Linked DNA regions of Mus musculus: region 2 is linked to region 1. A link is a contact called in public Hi-C data. All regions are on one chromosome and are shown on one strand. The core of a region is the stretch at or near the end of the contact, and the rest is flanking DNA. Distances in the headings are between cores, read along the strand shown. Region 1 has its middle 5.0 kb from the start of Gm52570. Region 2 has its middle 17 kb from the start of Gm33033.

Region 1 (2,863 bases), core at 198-2,697:
TCAGTACAACATGTGGCCTTTTGTGCCCTTCAGTGTGCAGGGTGTCCTTGTGACTCTTTCACATTGTTGCCGGTAGCTGTCGTTTTCCCCGAGCAAGTTCTATCTTACAGGCAACCTCATCTTGCCCCTGTATTCACTCCGGGGAGCCCCAGAGTTCTTTTCTTAGGCTGCTGTGGCTATGGCTGCGGTGAACACGATGTGAGTGTGTGTGTGTGGGGGGGGGGTGCAATTTTATTTTAGTTAGTTGCATTGGTGTTTTGCCTGCATGTGTATCTATGTGAGGGTGTCAGATCTTGGAGGTACAGTTGTGAACTGCCATTGTGGGTGCCTGGAATTGAACCTGGGTCCTTTGAAAGAGCAGCCAGTGCCCTTAGTCACTGAGCCATCTCTCCAGTCCCTGCATAGATATTTTTGAGAGAGCTCTTGAATGGGCTTAGACCAAGATTCTGACTCATGAAAGCAGTGCTTTGTCCTCATAGACATCATGGTCAGGGTTTTTATTCTAGCAGGAGATGGGGAGGGGCCCTTCTTAGCTCTTGGCCCCAGGAAGGAAGGCTTGAGCGAATGAAAGGTATCATGAAAAAGGCCGAGTCAGCACGCAAGGACTCCATGCAGGCTTGTGTGACAGAGCAGACTGTGCGGAGACACAAAAATAAGCCAACAAAATGTTCTCTGCATGGTGGGGTCAGGCAGGGAAACTGAGACTTGAAGGGAAGAGGGAATTTAGCAAGTGGGGCTCCACTTCTCTTCCCCAATTGACTCTAGTGTCAGGTCCCAAGGAAGCCATGTTTCTTTCCCATAGCTAAGCTTCACCTTAAACATGAAGGTTTCTGCAGGGATATGTGGAGGCAGAGGACAGTTTATGTGTGTGTGTGAGTGTGTGCATGTGTGTGTATGAGTGTGTGCATATGTGTGCATGTATATGAGTGTGTATATGTGTGTGTGCATGAATATGTATATGAGTGTGTGTGAGTGTGTGTGTCCATGTATGTGAGTGTGAGTTCATGCGTGTGAGTGTGTGCATGTGTGTGCATGTATGTGAGTGTGTGAATGAGTTTGTGTGTGTGTGTGCATGTATGTGAGTGTGTGTGACTGTGTGTTTGTCTATGTATGTGAGTGTGTGAGAGTGTGTGTGTGAGTGTGTGTGTGTCCTAGCAGAGTGAAGAGCTGGGAAAAGTGGGGAAGTACATGCAGAGCCTTGGGGTGCCCACTCCTGGCTGAGTTTGCTCTATCTTGGGGACAGTCCGCATCACAGAACAGGACATTGAAGGGTGTGGTGAATCCCCAGGTCTTGGTGACCTGGCTTGTCAAAACTGCCATTTACTGTATGTTTCTTTCTGATGGACAGCAGCCAGCCGGAGAGACAGCAGGAACTTGACTGAGTGGCTCCAGGGATCGGTCAGTGGACTTTCCAGAGCTGTGAACAGGGCTCACAGAGGCCAGAGTGGGTCAGAGCAGACATGGGGAGGGGTGTAGAACTGATGAGTGTCACATGGGTGGGCCTGAAAGAGTCACAGGGAGGCCACCAGGCAGGAGCTGAGACTTGAAGAAGTCCATGATCCTCTCCTGCTGGCACCTCCTCCTCTCACCCAGCACTGCAGGAGGCAGGCAGCTGGCAGCTTCTCCAGAGATCAAGAGGAAGATGAAAGTCTGGGTGAAAGGATAGGAGGCCACTGGAGGCCACCTCTCACCTAGTCATGCCACTGCTAAGGGGACAAAAGCCCTGTAGCCTGTACTATGGCATTTTAAAGAAGCCATGTTTCTTTCCCACTGCTGAGCGTTAGCTTGGACATGAAGGTTTCTTTAGGGAGATGTGGAGGCAGGGGATAGTTTATGCGTGTGCATGTGTGTGCATGTGCGTGTTTGTGTGTATGTGCATGTATGTGAGTGTGTGTGCATGTATGTGAGTGTGTGTGTGAGAGAGAGACAGAGGAGAGAGACAAAGAGAGAGACAGAGAGAGGAGAGAAAGACAGAGGAGAATAAGAAGGAGGAGACACACACACACACACACAGAGAGAGAGAGAGAGAGAGAGAGAGAACAACCTTGGAAATTGATCCTCAGGAGCCATCTACCTTGTTTTGTGAGACCAGGTCTCTAGCTTAGCAGAAGTTTGTTCTAGGCTAGGCTGGCCGGCTGGCGAGCTCTGGGGACTGGTCTGTGTCTGATGTCCAAGTGAGTGGGTTTCAGGCACCGCCATGCCTGGCTTTTCCGGAGTGCTGAGGTTTGCACTTGGCTCCTCACTCAGCACACACTCCATCTAGACACTGTCTGTCTCCCTAGCTCGCCTCCTGCTCTGGTTTCAGCTCTGTCCCTTCAGCTGGGGTGACCTGGCTGTCTTAGACCCTTCCTCAGGCTGCCCGGAGCATGTGCCACCTTCAAGCTTTGGTTTTGAGTCCACATGGCTCACCTGTCACTATCAAGCACTTCCTGTTCTGGACTCTCAGGAGGCCAAGCAGCCATGGCCAGGGAAAGCCTACTTCAGGGGAGAACAGGTGTTTTGTGTGAGGCAGATGCATCGCTGGCTTTGAATTTGTAGCACATAAGCCTTAACCAAGATGCCCTGCCTCAAGTCTGTGCCATCTCTGTCTCCAGGAGGGGCTGGGGTCACCTAACTCTCCGGGGGAAGGTTCCTGCGCATCCTGACCCAAGCTTCCACACCACTGTGTGAACACGAGCTGGGGTTTCACCCTCCGGGTCTCTCTCTTTCTATCTGGAAGACGCACACAGTACGAGACTCTCTCAGGATGAAGCTTGGTGTGACAACAGTGAGTGGTCCAAGGGAGGCAGCCTGGCCACCCCATGCAGTTACCCTGCAGGGTTTCCAATTTCCCTTCAACTGCCTCCCTGGCCAGGCTGGATCC
Region 2 (2,863 bases), core at 258-2,757, 150 kb after region 1:
ACAGAGCAGTGGCTTGAGCGCACAGGCGATAATTGTGTGGTGTTTATTAGCTACAAAGCTTAGAAACAGCTATGGCCAGGCACCCATCGAGGTTCAAGTTTATGTTCGCACTGTGGAATGTGTGAAGCACGTTTTCCTGGTGTTGGTCTGGAGGGATCACCAAGGTGCATTGTTAAGAGGGGGAAAAAGAAAACAAACTTGCTCAGAACAGGGTGTGGAGCAACAGGGAGGACAGGAATCTGCTCACGTGCCTAGCACCTACCTCCTGGCTCTCTCAGCAACAATCCCTGAGACACAGTGACCACGAGGGTTTGCAGGAGGGGAGGTGGAGGAGAGGTACCGGGTCTGGCAGTCAGCAGACGCAGAGAACAACCCACTCTCTTTAGGCAGCCGAGTCCTAGCCCTCTAACTCAGTCTAGGGTAGAGTTGTGACTCTACACGTAGGAGCCATGCACTACAAAGTCAACACCCCCCCACCCTGGTCTCAGTTTCCTATTACAACATTTTCCCATATGTGTTCATTTCTTAGCTGATTTATTTTAAGATTAAAAGATTACGCCAGGCATGGTGGTGCATGCCTTTAATCCCAGCACTCAGGAGGCAGAGGCAAGAGGATCTCTGTGAGTTCGAGGTCAGTCTGGTCTACAAATCGGCAGGTTCCAGCACAGCCAGGGCTGTTGCACAGAGAAACCTTGTCTGGAAAAACCAGAAGAAGAAGAAAAAAACAATTTTAAAGAAATGACATTCTTTTATTTATTTATTTATTTGTGTGTATGTATGTATGCACACTCACACCACAGCATGTTTGTGAAGGTCAGCTTGCAGAAGCAGTCTCTTTCTACCATGTGTATCCCTGGGATCAAGTTTGTCCAGGTTGGCAGCAAGCACCTTTACCTACTGAGCTATCTTGCCAGCCCATGAAGATTTCAAAGAGAAATAAGAATAACATCATTGTCAGGAAGGCACTGCCTCAAGACCTGAGAGTGGGTAGTTTTCCTCCTCTTCCTCCTTCTCCTCTCCTCCCCCCTCCCCCTCCCCCCTCCCCCTCCTCCTCCTTCTCCTCTTCCTCCTCCTTGGAGCCAAGGATGTCTTCTATGAAGATCAAGCTGACCTTCAACTCTTGATTCTCATGCCTCAACCTCCTAGAGATTTCTAAATCAAAATAATAATGATTTTCAAAGTAGAGTTAAGTGACTAAAAAAAAACAACAACAAACTTTTGAAGTCTCCCAGGTGTTTGTTTGTTTGTTTTTGCCTAGTGTCTGTCTGAGACGGAGTACCTATTAAAATAACATGGATCCTACTGCCTCCTGCTGGGTGTCAGAACTCTTCGTGTGTCTGACTCAGTCCGAGGTGGAATTCTGTCTCCCATTTACTAGCTGGGACCCCTGAGGCTCTACAACTCCCTCAACCTCACTTCCCATCTATACAACACGAGGCGCGTAGAAATGCTGGGCGGCTCGTGAGCATCAAGGCTTCAGAAGCAACCTAACCTGGGAGACCGACCGACTGGATGAGCTTGGTTCAAACAGTGCGTCACCGGCTCCCTGGTACCCGCCCGCTCAGCAGCGCCTTCCGACCGCTGGGAAGGGGCGACACCTGGCGGGCGCGCCTGGAACTGCTCATGGACCGCAGTATCGTTCCGCAAATGCCCACCCGATCGATGTTCGTTCACGCGGGAACTTCGGGTGGGCCCAGCTCAGGGCGCACACCACAGCACACTCACTCACTCACTCACTCACTCACTCACTCACTCACTCACTCACTCACTCACTCACTCTCACTCACTCACTCACTCACTCACTCACTCTCACACACACTCGCATGGGAAGAGGGGCTGAGAAGCTCCCCCGCCCACTTCTCCTAGGGAATGTCTGAGGTTCCCGGGCCTGATAAGGATAGATCCCTGCAAGTGAACAAGGCTGATCCAATGAAGACATAACACTACAACAGGCCAAGAGCCCGGCTCCCATCGCAGACCATGTAGTAGATGGCGTGGCACAGGAGATTTTTACTAGGTGAGCTGAACTTCTGAACAGGATCTTCGGAAGCCATCCTTGGGTCTGACTCTTTTCTCTCTGTAGCAGCAATGGCTTGATGGAGTTGTGCTCCTGAGTCTGCGGCTGAACAGGGGTGGATGACACACAAACAGACGTGGCCCATCCCAGGACCAGCCAGTCATACAGTGGGTGTGGGTGCTCTTCTGTGACCCCAACATTTCAGAGGCTGAGGCTGAAGGGCCAGGAAGGAGTTCTAGGACAGCTACCAGCACCCCTAACAAGCTGCTGAGAATCTGGGGTCTCTTAGTGGCAGCAAAGCCCCAGCTGGGATGTTGTGCACAATGGAGTGAGGCGATTTCCTTTAAAAGCTAAATTCTTGGGCTGAAGAGACCACTCTGTATCTAAGACTACTTTTGGTTCTGCCAAAGGACTGGAGTCCAGTTCCCAGGACCCACTTGGCAGCATGTAACCATATGTAACTCCAGTTCCAGGGCATCGGATTTCCTCCTCTGATCTCCAAGAGCAACAACAACAACAACAACAACAACAACACACACACACACACAATCTAGAAACCAAACTCACTTGGGGCTAGGGAGATAACTTGGTTGGTAGAGGGTTTGTTCAGGCTAGCATGCACAAACCCCTAGGTTAGCTGGGGTGGACACACACACACGAGCAATGTAGTCAGGAGACTAGGAGTTCAACACCACATTATACTTTTTGGAGCATTCAGTGCCGACCTGAGAGCCTGTCTCAAAAATAAATATTTAAGTAAGGGAAAAATATGTGCTTTTAAAAGAAGAACGTGCCCTAGACATGGCAGCATACGTAGGAAAGACGGCAATGGGTGGAGAAACGGGA

The links. Hi-C and Micro-C count contacts between places; a contact is called where the count stands out from the background.
Region 2: a contact with region 1 is called in a Hi-C map of bone marrow-derived macrophages, with 33 read pairs. The contact joins two enhancer-like sites. A contact is called at or near these places in 3 of 15 datasets of contacts at CTCF or cohesin (large pre-B cells, pro-B cells and stem cell-derived epiblast-like cells), 13 of 484 Hi-C or Micro-C datasets (the BV-2 cell line, the F1.1 cell line, the G1E-ER4 cell line and 8 more), 15 of 115 datasets of contacts at active chromatin or transcription factors (the HPC-7 cell line, bone marrow-derived macrophages, embryonic basal ganglia and 9 more) and 1 of 9 other capture datasets (embryonic stem cells).

What each region holds. Positions count from the first base shown.
Region 1 is chr2:167,742,719-167,745,581 of GRCm38.p6, forward strand. No RefSeq gene overlaps it. Among named protein-coding and RNA genes, the nearest start is that of Gm52570, 5.0 kb to the left of the region's middle. Within about 2 kb of position 1,448, at least 24 of the 459 cell types and tissues checked have an H3K27ac peak or open chromatin away from gene starts, as enhancers often do. A contact at or near this core is called in bone marrow-derived macrophages, where this site is marked.
Region 2 is chr2:167,893,679-167,896,541 of GRCm38.p6, forward strand. No RefSeq gene overlaps it. Among named protein-coding and RNA genes, the nearest start is that of Gm33033, 17 kb to the left of the region's middle. Within about 2 kb of position 1,508, at least 48 of the 459 cell types and tissues checked have an H3K27ac peak or open chromatin away from gene starts, as enhancers often do. A contact at or near this core is called in bone marrow-derived macrophages, where this site is marked.